2 separate regions of the Gossypium arboreum genome follow, and region 2 is linked to region 1. The links are chromatin contacts, called in public Hi-C maps. All regions are on one chromosome and are shown on one strand. Each heading gives the region's core, a stretch centred on a gene start, on an enhancer-like site or on the middle of the called end of the contact. The rest is flanking DNA. Distances are from core to core; before and after follow the strand shown. Region 1 holds the start of LOC108469735. Region 2 holds the start of LOC108468198 (ethylene-responsive transcription factor ERF061-like).

Region 1 (7,784 bases), core at 2,165-4,664:
AAGGTTAATAGCAAGTAATTCAGACTTCTGTAATTTTGCTGGAGAATAATAGCTCCTCACATCTATCATGTCTGTGTTCTATTATCACGGTTCATGTAACTTCAACTTTAATTACCATGATTTGTTTTAACTATAACAGGTGAGAATGGCACAATTGATGGTCAAGGAGATATTTGGTGGAGCATGTGGAGGCAGAGGACTCTCCAGTTTACAAGACCAAGTCTCGTTGAACTTGTGAATTCCAGAGGCATGGTCATTTCCAATGTGATTTTTAGAAATTCCCCCTTCTGGAACATTCATCCTGTTTATTGCAGGTAATTTTTGCATTAATTCTTACACCCAAAGATTTACTTCTTGATATAATTTATAAGCCATACAATTATTTGAGAGGTGTGATTTGACTATGTTGTAGATTGGTGTCGCTATAGATTGTTTAAGTCAGTGAGGGTCTTATTTACAATTTGATCATATGATTCTTATCTGTTTAAAAGTTCTAGTCCTCCATTAACAAAACCAATGTTGAACTATTACATGAAAGTCTGCAAGAAAACCCCATTTTTTGTGCAATGAAAATCACAGGAACTCTGCCTTTAAGACAAATTGAATCATTATTGTTGTCCTTTTCTTTTTCAATTTCGTTACATTTCCTCTTCCTTTATGGTGATTTCCAAGCCTTGCATTTTGTCACATTTAACAATAAAGGAGATGAAGGAAAGCAGGTATGCACATTTCAGGGTGCTCCAAAGGTGTTTCTATAGCACAGTTTGTAGCAAGAGTTAATTAGTTGGTAATTGGATTTGCTATTATGATCGCGTTAATTGGTGTAACTTTGTTGGCTGTTCTTGTATTTTTATACTTAGTAAGAATTGCATGTTTAGAATCATAACTTAGATACCTTTTTCTTCTTTGCAGCGATGTTGTTATTCGATATGTTACCATTGTTGCTCCACCTGACTCCCCAAATACTGATGGGATTGATCCAGGTAAAAGAAAGAAAACGGAAGTAATTTTATTTGTTGAATTCATCTTACTTAGGGTTTGATATTCACACTCAAGCAAGCACTTAAGGCAGTTTTGATAATGTTGCACCGCGTGTAAAACTCATATAACTTATTAATTATATGTATTAGTTACATATGTTTTCATAAAACATATACATTTTACATGTATATTTATATTTTATATGGTTACGTCTCATTTTACTCGGGCGAGCTCTTTTTTTGCGCCTTGCACCCCAGGCTATATAGAGATCCTAGTGCCTCGAGTGCACCTGGCGCCCTTGACAACATTGATTCTGATGACCCTCTTCCCAAATGTTAGAAAAGGAATTGAAGAAAGGAATTGTTTTTGATTGATTAGGTGTAATTTTCAAATCTGAATGAAATCTAGTGGGATGTTTATCATTTGCTCCTTGCCCTGCATATATATGTTATATTGTAAAAGCTATCGGTTGGAATTTCCTGAAAAATGGCTATGTTCATTAATTGATTCCCATGCTGTAATTAAGAATGAACGCGGTAATATTATGTGAGGGATCAGTTTTTCCGTGTTCATCTGTTTATTGGAATGGAGAAATTTCTTGGAGATTTTAATTATTATACTTTCATGCCTCATTGGTACAGATTCAAGCTCCAATGTCTGCATAGAAGACTCATTCATTTCTACCGGGGATGACCTTGTGGCAGTGAAGAGTGGGTGGGATGAATACGGGATTGCTTATGGACGCCCCAGTTCTTACATCACTGTTCGGCGAGTAACAGGTTCAACCCCATTTGCTGGAGTTGCAGTGGGAAGTGAAACATCTGGAGGAGTGGAGAATGTGTTGGCCGAGAACATAAATCTTTACAACTCCGGAGTTGGTGTTCACATCAAGACTAACATCGGCAGGGGAGGGGTTATAAAGAACATCACAGTGTCTGAACTGTTCATGGAAAACGTCAGAACAGGTATAAAAGTAGCAGGTGACACCGGCGACCACCCTGATAACAATTTTAATCCAAACGCCCTCCCATATGTCAAGGACCTTACGTTAAAGAACATTTGGGGTGTGAATGTCCAGCGAGCAGGTTGGATGCATGGCATCGAGAATGCCACTTTCACCGGCATCTGTCTTTCAAACGTTACCCTCCAGGGCACGACTGGACCAAGACCTCCTTCCTGGAACTGCAATGCCATAAGGGGGGCTGCAATCGAGGTTAGCCCACGGCCATGCGCTGAACTCGCCAGCGTAGAACAGAGTGGTTCATGCGCCAGCCATTCCTAAGATTCATTCATGTTATAAAATATAGTTTTCTACTCTGTTTTTAACCCTTTTATGTCTCTTTTTTATTCTTTAATATTCAGGTTAAACCTTTCCATTGCAACAAGTAAAAAAATTCATGAAAAACAGAACAACAAAACTAGTGATCTGGCAATATGAAATCTCACAGTGCAGTTACTATAATACAAGGAAAATCATATGGTTCACCATAAACGAGTGCAATCTTATTTACAACCCATAGTAAAGCACACTAAATAGTAAATATGCACGTATACCCTAAGGGCTGGTAACTAGAAAGTGAAAATTTCCCAAATAAACATATAGATAGATACAACACTAGATCACTATGATCATTTTAGATAACGTGCAGGGTATATTCAAAAATGAATAAAATACTTGCGGAACTTCTCCATGAACCCGCCCTCCTGCTCCTCTGTCTCATCCCTTTCTTCCTCTCCACGGTGATGATGGCGGTGGTGATGATGGTGGTGGTGGTGGTGATGCTCTTCCTCATGATCCTCTTCATCATGGTGCTCGTGGTCATGGTCTTCATCATGGTGCTCGTGGTCATGGTGATCTGGCTTCATAAAACCTACATGATGCTTAGACTCGGTGCCATCATCGTCAAAACTGCCCCATCTGGCCTCGATCTGGCGAACAACACCGCGTGACTCTGGGTCAAAACTTCTCTCGTCGGACAGTATCATGTCGTTGCCGTAAGAAATGAAGCGTTTCTGATGGAAGCGTGGATTCAAAGGCATGAAGCGTTTATGGAAACGGCAGTTGTGCTTGTGACGGAACGGAATCAAGGGACGCCTTGGGAAGTGGCGGTTGACAGGGTTAAAACTGATCTTGGTCAAAGGAACGGAGGCGACGCCGGAGGCATCATCATCGTGCTTGAAGTCGAGTAATTTGGGGGGTTCAAAGTGGGGTTTCTCGCTGGGGAGAAGGATGGCGGATTCGGGGTCGGATTCGGGAAAATCGGTAACGGATTTTTCGGGGGTGACATCATGTTGGGATTCAGATGTGATGAAGCGGGCTTGAGAGAAGGTGAAGAGGAGAAAAGTAAGGGTGAAGAGAAAAGCGAGTCTAGCCATTTTCTTGTAAAAAGGATTTTTGGTGAAGGCATGAAATATGGATTAATATAAGGGGCTGTGTCAGGACCGGTGGTTTTGACTTGGAAACAGGAGGTGGTGCCCGAACCGGTCAATAGGGGTGACCCAACACGTGGCTTTGGAGATTGAATGGAGGACACAGTACTTATTTAATTATTATTTATCAGAATTAATTTAACATAATAATGACATCATAACTAATAAAATACATAATTGGAAGTGTCATGACACTGATAAATTAATATATTATAATTTTAGTATCACACCAATTTAATAAATAAAATTATTATATTATTTTAATGTTATAATTTGGATTAATGAGTAATAGTTCCATAAATACTAATTAATATTATTTCAAATGAATTATAAGTAGCAATAGCGAACCAATTAGAAAGTTGAAAACTGGGCAAATCTGACTTTTGGGATTCACTTTACATTTAAAATTTTGGTTTGCTGTCGTATAGGACAATTATGGGTTTGACAAATGTGTTCCAGAAGCTTTTTTTTTTTTTTTTAAAGTTATAAGAAGTACACTTATGAAATATTATTTTGTGTTTAAGATAATTTGAAATTAATAATAATAAATTTATAGTATGTACAAAATTAAAATAAAAATATAATTTAAATTGTGAGTAAAAAGAAATTAAATAGGTAACGTACTTTATTTATTTATCATAATTTTGTCATTATGTTGGTGAAAAATTTAATTATAAACTTGTGAAATTAAATCAATGATGCCATATGCTTAAGTAATATTGATAAAACATAAATACAAACTCAAGTGAAAAACTGTGTAATAAAATTAAAATATACAATATTATCAAAACAAAATTTTAATTGAGGTGGTTTAAATCAATATGAAAAATTAAGACTTTACAAATGCGGGTCATAATGGTTTAAATCTCGCTATATATAAAAATGTTTATTGATTTTATTTAAAATATAAATAAGATAAAAATATTATTATAATAATATAAAATATAAAAAAGTATTTTAATAGTTCTTTTAATTGAATTGAATTAAGAATTTAAATAATAATACAAATATATCAATAAAGCAGAATTAACCAATTAAAATATTATAAATATTTAGTTAAGATCATTACTATTACAACAAAAATATAAATTTAAACATATTTTTTTCCTTAAAAGAAATTATTAGTATAAAACTTGAAATCAAATACCCAAAAGTTTAGGATTTTGACCTTTCCACTACAAGCCGTGTTCCGTTGGCATGTCTGATTAGTCTTTAAATAAGGGTTGGCCATGTTTATATTATATTGTGTGTAATGTGGAATTGAATAATTTTTCCAAAGTCTGATTTCACATTGAGACAGAAACAACGCGTCAAACTTGACATTCACCAGCAATATTTGATGGCATAGTTTTCACACTCCCTATGGTAAAATATTAAAAAATATCTATTTAAAAAAATTAAAATATATGATAATTTGTTAAAATTATTTATGAAATAAGAATAAAGTATATTATTAGTGTGTCGAAACCATTTTTTAAAGGGACGTTTGAAAAATGGGGATCGACTTTTGAAAAACGAAAATAGGAATTGCCACCAACCTTTTTAGGTGTGATTGGATTACCTTATAAAACGTTTTGGTCTACGAAAATTAAGAAAACAGGTTCGGGAGTCGGTTACATACGAGGAAGGATTAACACCCTCGCAACACCCAAAATTGGTACCAATTTGAATAGTTTTCTGTCTTAATGTCAAAAATTTGAAAGGATTTAAAAATAGGATCCCTTTTTTAAAACCGGAATTATTTAAGTTGAAAAAAAATCGAGATTCCTTAGCTCCGAAAGAATACAAACATCACATCCAGCATGATAGGACACGATATTCTTAAACTCTCGTAACTGAAATCATCTCGTGATTTACAAAATCTATTTAGAAGGATACTTTAGGCATTTAGACAAACGGGAAATCGTAACCTAATATGTTAGGGCATTATTTCTTGAATTCCTAAATACGAAAAAAATTGCCTCATTTTAGAAAAACTTTTGGATAAAATATGACAATTAAATGAAATATATTTTTTAAAATAATGATTTGAGTAAAATTTAAAAAATAATTTATTAAGAGTAATACTAAAAAATTATTAAAAAATAAAAGAGTTTGATATGATACTAAAATTATTAAAAATTAAAATATATAAAAAATACGGAAACATGGATTAAATCAAAATAAAAGGGTTGAAAACGAAGATGATCAAAGAATAAAATAAGAACAAACCGTAGAAAATAAGAACGTAAGAGGGAGAGAAATTTGAGTGAAAGCTCTCAAAAATTTTATTGTTTCCCAAAACTCCGATTGTTTACAATGAAGGAGAGGCCTCTATTTATAGTTGAACCTCCTCAAATCCAACAGTGCAGATCAATTACATCAACGGTTAAGATTAAAAGGTATCTACAAATTAAATCTCTAAGATTACAAAATCATATCTTCTAAGATTGCATATCATATCTAAGATTGCAATCATATCTAAGATTGTATCATATCTAAGATTGCATATCATTGAAGATTATATTTCCATATGAGTCAAGCTTGTAGATGGACTTTAAATCTTTTCAAGTAATAGGCCATTCCGATCGGGCCAAATTATATTTGTAATTCGGACTAAACTTGGACTTCGTTTTTTTGGGTTTATTATTTTTTTGGACTTATTTACGGGCACAGGAAAAATTGAGTGTCTCATAATGCCCTCTTTGCTCATTCTTTGTAATGTAAATAGAGCAAAGATTATAAAGACCAATTTTCCTGCTCGCCGAGTCTTGAGTTCTTGATCCTTGATCTTCTTTAAATGGCCTCTTGACGGCTTCAATCGCTTCACCGCAACTCGGAAGGCGATATCTGCTATCTTTGATCTGCTCCCCGTCTAATCTGAGACGCCAAATCATTATCTTCGATCCGCTCCCGTCTAATCTGAGAGCGCCAAATCTGCTTCTTCAATCTGCTCCCCGTCTAATACAGAGATGCCAAATCTATCATCTTGGATCTGCTTCGATGTAAACACATGAAGGTCAGATCTGCTATGTCTTCGATCTGCTCCCCGTCTAATACAAAGATGCCAAATCATCTTGGATCTACTTCAATGAAGGTCCAATCTGTTATGTCTTCGATCTGCTCCCCGTCTAATACAGAGATGCCAAATCATCTTGGATCTGCTTCAATGAAGATCAGATCTGCTATGTCTTCGATCTGCTCTCCGTCGAATATGGAGATGCCAAATCTGTTTCTTCGATTTGTTCTCTGACAGTACAGAGATGCCAAATCATCTTAGATCTGCTTCAGCGTAAACACGTGAAAGCCAAATCTACTATGTCTTCGATCTGCTCCCTGTCTAATACAGAGATGCTAAATCATCTTGGATCTGCTTCAATGAAGGTCCAATCTATTATGTCTTCAATCTGCTCCCCGTCTAATACAGAGATGCCAAATCATCTTGGATCTGCTTCAATGAAGGACAGATATGCTGTGTCTTCGGTCTGCTCCCCATCTAATACAGAGATGCCAAATCATCTTGGATCTGCTTCAATGAAGGTCAGATCTGCTATGTCTTCGATCTGCTCCTTGTCAACGCAAGGATGCCAAATCATCTTGGATCTTCTTCGATGTGAAGACATCCGAAGGTTAGATCTGCTATGTCTTCAATCTACTCTCCGTCGAATATGGAGATGCCAAATCTGTTTCTTCGATTTGTTCTCTGACAATACAGAGATGTTAAATCATCTTAGATCTGCTTCAGCGTAAACACGTGAAAGCCAAATTTGCAATGTCTTTGATCTGCTCCTTGTCAACGCAAGGATGCCAAATCATCTTGGATCTACTTCGATGTGAAAACATCCGAAGGTTAGATCTGTTATGTCTTCGATCTGCTCTCCGTCAAATATGGAGATGCCAAATCTGTTTCTTCGATTTGTTCTCTGACAATACAGAGATGTTAAATCATCTTGGATCCGTTTCAGCGTAAACACCTAAAGGTCAAATCTGCTATGCTTTAGCCTGTTACCCTACTGCTTAGGGGGTTAAGGCGCATCAATCTTCATTGTCCCTTGAAGGACATAACCTGTATAATGTGTATGAGATCATGCCTAATGATTAGGATGCTATGATCGAAGTGAGTCAAATACTCCTAATTAAACCTGTTATAATGCAAAATGTTTATGAATATGACCCCTATTCCAGACGTCACCACTCATTCTTTCGTCGAAGTTTATCCTTATTTCTCTCGAAGTATCATTCTTACTCAGCCTGTGGGTTTGTACCATTCTTCAAATGCTATGACCCACCAAAAATGTTTGTAAGATGATCCTCTCTTAGGATCGAATCGTTTGATTTGTCCAATCATCATTTTGGACTAAAGAGAAAATTTCCTCAAGTTCTTTCAAACCTCA
Region 2 (7,784 bases), core at 2,123-4,622, 160 kb before region 1:
AAATTACTGAGTAATGTTGAAAGAGTTAGGAGGGGACTTTCGGATGATTCCTCTTATTTTATTTGTGGACATTATTCAGAGGATGTTTTACATATTCTTCGTGATTGCCCTGCTGTTAAAGATGTTTGGCCCTAGGTTAATCCAGGTAAGTATCTTTCTAACGCTTTCTCTATTCTTTCTCAGGATTGGATCCTTTTAAATTTGCAGGTTAATAGGTTGATTCACGAGGGGGAGTTAGTTGGGCCTATCTTTTTGGTTTACTTAGTTGGCGTATCTGGAAGAATCTTAATTTATACATTTTTCAAGGCAAACCTTGAAGCTCAAAAGAAATCGTCCAAGGATCTCTTAGCTGGGCAGTTTAACTATTCTCCTCACCTCAAGTAGTTCCTTCTACCTATATCGACCACTTTTCTGAAACACGCATATCTAAGGAACGAGTTTATCTCAACACTGATGGAGCAGTACATTGGGATTCTAGACTGGCTGCAGCTGGAGGCGTGGTTCGTGATAAAGTAGGAAATTGGATCACTGGCTTTCATAGATTTCTCGGCAAATGTTCAGTTTTCGATGCGAAACTTTGGGGCATTCTTGATGGGCTCAAACTTGTTCAAAAAAGAGGATATGACAAATTTATTATCTTCACTAATTGCTTGGAAATAGTCAAAGCCACTATTAGGAGTTCTTCTACAAATTCTAATTCTTCTCTATTAGAAACATTCATAATTTTTTATCTCAGGAAAATCAGTAGACTATACGATATATTTTGAAGGAACAAAATAAAGTTGCGAATTGCCTAGCTAAGCTAGCTTTGATTGAAAAATCTAACATGCAAGTTTTTGATGTTCCTCCAGAGAGGACTCGTATTCTTATTGATAGGGACAAGCATATGAGTGCTACGTTCACTCAATCGCAATTTATGTAATGTACTAAGGTTTTCTTATTTCATAAAAAAAAATTAAAAGAGTAGTAAAAATTTTCAAAAGAGTATTTAAGTGTGTTATGTATAGGTAAAAGTACTATAGCGGCTTTTGTATTAAGAGTTAGATTTCATTTTACTCTCTTTACTCAAAAATAGATAAATTAATCTCTAAAAATAAACTAATTTTTTAATAAAATAATATTTATTTATACCGTTAAAAATATAATCAATTTCTGTACATTTATATTTTTACAATTATACAACTTGTATAACAGTTTGGCATGGTGGTAAAAATAATTTTGTATATTCTTTTTAATAAATCAAAGATATTGTTTTATACGATTTAAAACTTCTTTTTCCCTAAAAGAATTTAAAATTTTATTTTAAATTTTAAGAATAATTTTATCTTTATTTTTAAGAGTACTAACAAAAACTTATTTTTAATTCAAAATTTATCCTCATTCATTACATTTTTACAATACAATTAACGCAATATTAATAAAGACATATCAAATTAATTTACCAGAAAAAAAACACATTCATTTATCTAAAAATAAAATGCTATAAGTTTCAACCGGACAATAATATGTTTCTAAAAAAATTGTGAAGCTTTTGTCATCGTGACATCAATTTGTTGGTGACATGACGTACTGTACTTCTTTGGCTAAAGAAAGCAGCGTCGTATACAGCCACAGTTGGCCAATGGTGCGCCCGGGAAAATCTTTACCAGGAATGATATGAAATCACGAGAATTTGCTAATCACACTCTTTAGGCACGTGTCAATAGACAAGCAAGCATAAAAGTTGAGGCTAGACCACTGGCTTGGTCGGCGTCGCCCTCGCCCTGCACACTGACTTGTCTAGCTGCCAACCACACTGCCAAATCTCAACTTTTTCAAGTGTCCCACACTCAAAATTGATTTCTTTTTCTTTTAAGTGAAGGCCTCTACAACTGAATTTCATCCTTTCGTCAAGAATTTTATCTTAGGTGACTAAGTCAAAAGAATGAGTATGAACTTATTTCAACAACTTCGTTTTGCCACATTAAGATTCTAACTTGGATAAAAAAAAGAGTAAGAGGAAATTAATTTCTTCTAGCTACCCATAGACTTGGCTACTGAGTCTTTATGTATGAATCTATTGAAAAGAAAAGGAAATCATTATTACTCCTAACACTAGAAACATGAACAAACAAACTCATTCATATAATTATTTTTAAATTTAATTTAACAAAAAAATTATTTTAATTTCAACATTTAAAAGATATTTTTCTATCTCCGTATTATAACTTTTTTTTTGATCTGGCTCCGTATTATAACTTATATAATATAAAAGGGTCATAAATTATATCACATAAAGCATTAATTTAAAAATTCCATTACAATAGAATTATATGAGATCTTTTTAAATTAACAGTTGAAATAAGAATACAGAATAATTTTCAAAGAAAAGTAACTGATTTAACATGTTCTAAGCCATTAGTATAATTTCTTAATTTTTGATGCAACAATTAATTTAAAAAGGATTTAACATGATCACACTATAATAAAATCTCACATTAGATGTTATCCATTTTATGAGATAAAATTAGAAAGAAATAAGAGAGAGAGAGAAGTTGGAGACAACGTAACATGAATTGAGGATTGACTTGTGAGGCATGGTTAGGTTTCTTTCACATGCAAAATACAGCAATACCCTTTATTTCCCGTTTGAGGTCAGTCCAGCAGATGGGGTATCTTTCACGAGCTTTGTCATCCCCGAAAATACAAACTAGAAAAGAAAAGAAGAAACTTATAGATATTGGCTTTTCGAACTCTACCTTTACGTCTTTAATGCTCCATACCAAGCTTGGATCCCACATTGATAATGATGACAACCTCTATGATTTCATGTAGAAAAAGTCTTTTAACCTCATTCAATCAATCCTCGTTTTTATATATCAACTTTCTTTTTCTTTCGCTCTCCCTCGGTTTCTTCTTTGGGTTATTTAGATAAATACAAAGTGCAATCCAGCAAAAGTTACAGCATGACCCGCAATTTAATTTCTACAAAGCTATAAGCATTGGATTTGCGAATGAAATCATCAAGTCCAGGCGGCATTCTAGTTCTAGTAAATTTGTGTTTGCTTTTTATGTCAAGGTAAGGATCAATTACTCATAATAATACTTTCCAAAGGGTAACGTAACTCACCATGTGCTGCCAAACATTGTTGGTCTGGAAATGAGATATCAACATCTCTTCTCTCCACAAATTTAGGTTCTCAGTTATTTGGATGTTTCCTATTTAACCCCAATTGTATTATGTTGAAAGACTTTTTAACATATATTTAAATCTTTGAACATGTTATAGTATCAAGAGAAACAAAAATAATAATGGAATTTTGAACATTGAAAGTAAAAAGCAGTAAGAGAGACGGTTTCAGACTTGAATGGGATTTTGGAATTTTGTGCAGAGTTTGAAACCAAAAAAATGAAAAGCGTAGCGTGGTGGACAACTGGGCATAACATAAGACGCGTGGCGCAGAGGAGTTTTAACTTTTGACAACCCAAAGCTGGCTCTGCCTCTTGCAATAAATACAAAAAGTAGCTTTTTAGCAGTTTTGTGCGGGGGACCTCTTCTTTTTGCCCTTTCATGGACACTCCTCCTATTTCTTCTTGCTCAAAAGAATGGGCGGATTTTATAACAATGTTTGCACCTCATGCAAAAACACATCCATGAAATTTTAGTATAATAAATTTGGTGGCAAACAAAAATAATAATAATAAATCGAGTTGCATAAGAAGAAGGGAGAAAGGAAGGCATGGCAATGCCCTCCCAATTAACTTAAGATTCCTTTAAATAAGAAAAACAACTATTACAATAAAATTAGATATTAAAATAATATTATAGCCTAAACACATCGCAACCCATTTAAAGTTCCATTCAAAGTTTCGTTAGACCGGAATTCAAACTTGCTCTATATCTAAAAGTAAAATCCTAAGCTTTAGCTTTACTGTCCACCACAGCTATAAATACCACCAACCTCACCCTTGGCTCTCACCATATACCATTTGGGTTTCTTCTTCCTCCCCACCAAAATTCTTGTTCAAGCCAAGATTTCTTCATTTCCTTAACCAAATTACCCTACTTTCTTTTTCTTTTGTTATCTAGAATTTCACTTTCTTTTCTTTTGTTTATACAAGGAAAAAGGGTCAGTTTTTTTAGCGCCCCTGTTTTTCTTCAATTTTACTCTTATACTCCTTGTTTCCTCTGTTTTGATTCAAATCAAGAATAAAAAAAATGCAAGAAATCAATCATCCTCTTGGATTCAATAATATTGTTAATATTGGATCTTCACTGTCACAGTTGATATTGTCAGGAGGCTCAAATACCTTAGATTCAATCTTCTCTCATTGCGCACCGTCAACGACGACAACATCAACCGCCATCACCACCAACTGTATTTACGAGCCAATAGGCTCTTCAGTCTATCTCCGCCAGAGAGAGCTCCTTCAAAAGTTCAGCCAAGAGAACAACGGAAACGCTTCGTTTTCGGGCAACTCGCTAATGAACCGGATTCCGACCTATCCAAACCCCGCATCGACGAGCAACTTCTATTTGAGTCCTGAAAAGAAGAAGCAATACAGGGGGGTGAGGCAGAGACACTGGGGTAAATGGGTGGCCGAAATCAGACTCCCACAGAACAGAATGCGAATCTGGTTAGGCACATACGAAACAGCCGAAGCCGCTGCTTATGCGTATGATCGTGCGGCGTATAAGCTTAGAGGGGAATATGCAAGGTTGAATTTCCAAAACATCAAGGATCCCAGCAAGTTGGGCTTTGGAGATGGTGCTCGTTTGAGTGCTCTGAAGAACTCGGTGGATGCTAAGATTCAAGCCATTTGTCAAAAGGTGAAAAGAGAGAGGGCTAAAAAGAAAGCCAAGAAGGATCGTCCCGCAGAAGCTGACAAAACAGTTAAGGTGACGGAATCCTGTTCATCGTCATCATCGTTATCGCCTGTGGCTTTCAGTGACAGTGTGTCTGATGGTGGATTTTGGAGATGTGAGAACTCGCCCTCCTCTGTTTCTAACGATTATCCAATGATGATGGCAGAGGAACCCCAATTCGAGGACTGTTTGCTTGCTAGAATGCCATCTTTTGATGCTGAATTGATATGGGATATTCTTGCCAATTAGGATTTCCACTTTCTCTATTTATTTTTTCACCAAAAAAGCGAGAATTTTCAGCACTTAGCTGTTAAAAACCGAGAGACTTTTAAATAGTGTAAATGGTAATTTTGTTGGGATTCTTACTACCTTGTAGTGATGTCCTGTTGTTCAGTGTCTTCGATTTTAGGAACAAGAATGTTTTCTTTCTTGAATGGGAGTTGAAACGCTTATAAATAAATAAAAATTCCGGAGTAATATATTTTCAAGGTGATGCATGATTATTACAAATATGTGGGACCTTGAGAATGTGAATGAAAAATTCCCTCACTTCTTATCATGTCTATTTTTCCACAAGCACCATTTCACTATCAAAGGACATGATAGGGTTTTAAACCAAGCAGGTGAAGTTGAGCAAAGGTTGCGAATAAGATCACTCCCTTATCCTGAAAACACTAGAGCCACGGCCATGCCTTTTCCTTCGATTCTGAGAAAGATGGTGGTCCTTCTTCTTAATCAACTTCAATCTTCATGTACATGTACAAAAATATTGAAAGATGCCTATACATGGTACAGAAAAAGGTTGAACCAGGCTTAGCGATGGCTGTTTATGGGTTTGCTTTGGTGATTAGGTAATCAAGGTTTAGGTTTATCTTTAATGATGTATTCAGTTTTCAGCAACCTCTTTATTAAACCATTTCTGCAGTTCGATCTGAAGGGGGCCTCTGACCAATAAATGAATTGAAGAGATAAGTTGAGGAGAACTTAACATAAAAGCAAAACAAGCAGAGGAATATTAGTTCATAATTACAGGGGAGTTAAGTTGCAATAGTTCATAAAAGTATAACTTCATATGAAGGTCAAGGACAACAGGAAATATTAGGAACCAAACCAACAGCCTGTAATCTACATCATAAATTAAAAAACGACCACATCCTTCAATGATATCATTAAGAAAACATTACCGAGGGCATTCTTGTACTTGTGCAAGATTTCAGGCAGTGGTTGTAACAATGAGGATCTGAAAAATACCAATTGCAGGTGGCAGTAGGCCAAGTTCATTTCATGTGAAAAGAACGATGACATTACAGCACAACGTCCTAACACAAAATTGACCCATCATGTAAGTTTGTGAACCATTCTCAACTCTCAAATTCTTTTGAATGAAATATGAATCTGTGCATGTCAAAGGGGTCAGAGAAGGAAAGAGAAGATTAGAACATGGTTATGTAAGTCCAATTTCTTGAGAGCTTCGTTAACTTTCCCTTTGCTTTCCCCTCCCTCAAGATCCAAACAATCTTCTAGCATTTGCATGTGACGAAGACTTTTCCATTTGCATGTGGTGATCTCAACTTTTTCCTGCACTACCTTCTAGCCTTTTTATTACAAACCCAGCAGAATACACCAGGTTGACCATTATATATACCCGGAGAATATGATTATAGCATGATTGACAAACTAAAACTAGACTATTTTACTTGAGAGAGCAGTATCAATCACTTTCTTTGCAACTGTCACTAGAGACCAGCATTCCGAGCAGACAGCTCCTATGCTGCAATATCTAACATCCTCATAGTCCGTTATATCCTGGGGCAAGACTCCAAGAAGTAAAATAATATGGCCATTACAGACATGTGCTCTGTTTGAAAAAGTAGACTAAGATGCTCAATTTTCTTCAAGTCCAGTAGCTTCTCACTAAACTGGAGTAAAAACATTGTCAGCATTCTGTGCATAGGCATGCCTCATGGCAGGCTGCATTGCAGACGATACATCATTAATAACTGATAGACCAATTAATATTTATATTTCAACAGAGATGTTAAAAAATTTCAGCAGTTTTAACTCATAGCTCATCAAAGTTGATTCGAAGCCTGCATAATAAGAAGAAATTTTGATGAAGTCATACATCAACACTAGAGACATGCCCAATATATATCACTTTATTATTTTTTATTTGGAGAAGACTGGTAACTTGAATGGAATTTTTCAGTTCAGAAACAAGAACTGGCTAGCGTGAAAGAAAATTCTCTTCTTCTAAAGTAGGACTTGTAACAAACAGGATGCTTGCAATTTACAGATATCAATCTGGGGAAATAACTTTCCTGTCAAAATACAAGTCTCAAATTTCAATGGAAATCGCTAGATTAAATGAAAAATATTCATGATTCAACACTAAATTTCTTTTTCCACAAAAAGAAATCCATATAAGATTAGTTAGATTTATTTTTTCAAAATTGACTCAAACAAAATAATTAATTATGAAAATAATTTAGGACCAAAATCTTGTACTAGAATGATCTGTTTTTTACAGAACACGCCGATGCCTTCATACTCATTGGTGGCACCCCTCATCATTAATAAATAATCATTTATAAAAATAATAATAATTTTTTGGGATCGCCACTGTGTCCGGTGGAATCAATATGTATTTTTTTCTACATGCCCATAAAAAATATGAGTATTTTGAGAGGAAAAAAATTAATGGGTGTTACCAATTTTTTTATAATATTTTATGGGTGTCACTGGCCTCTATGACGGCACCAGAAAAATTTTAAAAAAATTGTGTCACCAATCTATCATATAATTTTTGTTATCTATTCTTTAAAATAGAGGTACTCATGGGTCGGGTCAGTTTCGGTCGGGCCCAACCAAAATTTTAGGCCCATTTAATTGGTCAAAAAAATGGACTTAAAATTTTGCCTAAGCTCGATAGAATAAA

What was found. Hi-C and Micro-C count contacts between places; a contact is called where the count stands out from the background.
Region 2: a contact with region 1 is called in a Hi-C map of leaf, with 3 times the contacts expected there. The contact joins the promoter of LOC108468198 here to the promoter of LOC108469735 in region 1. A contact is called at or near these places in 2 of 5 Hi-C or Micro-C datasets (both in leaf).

The regions. Positions count from the first base shown.
Region 1 is chr8:44,040,430-44,048,213 of ASM2569848v2, reverse strand. LOC108469735 reads right to left here and starts at 3,414. Exons shown (of 1, transcript XM_017770750.2): 1 at 2,463-3,414. The coding sequence starts at 3,357. The coding sequence ends at 2,638. LOC108469734 (probable polygalacturonase) reads left to right here. Exons shown (of 5, transcript XM_017770749.2): 3 at 140-314; 4 at 913-983; 5 at 1,623-2,496. The coding sequence ends at 2,263.
Region 2 is chr8:44,196,314-44,204,097 of ASM2569848v2, reverse strand. LOC108468198 (ethylene-responsive transcription factor ERF061-like) reads left to right here and starts at 3,372. Exons shown (of 1, transcript XM_017769084.2): 1 at 3,372-5,334. The coding sequence starts at 4,199. The coding sequence ends at 5,095.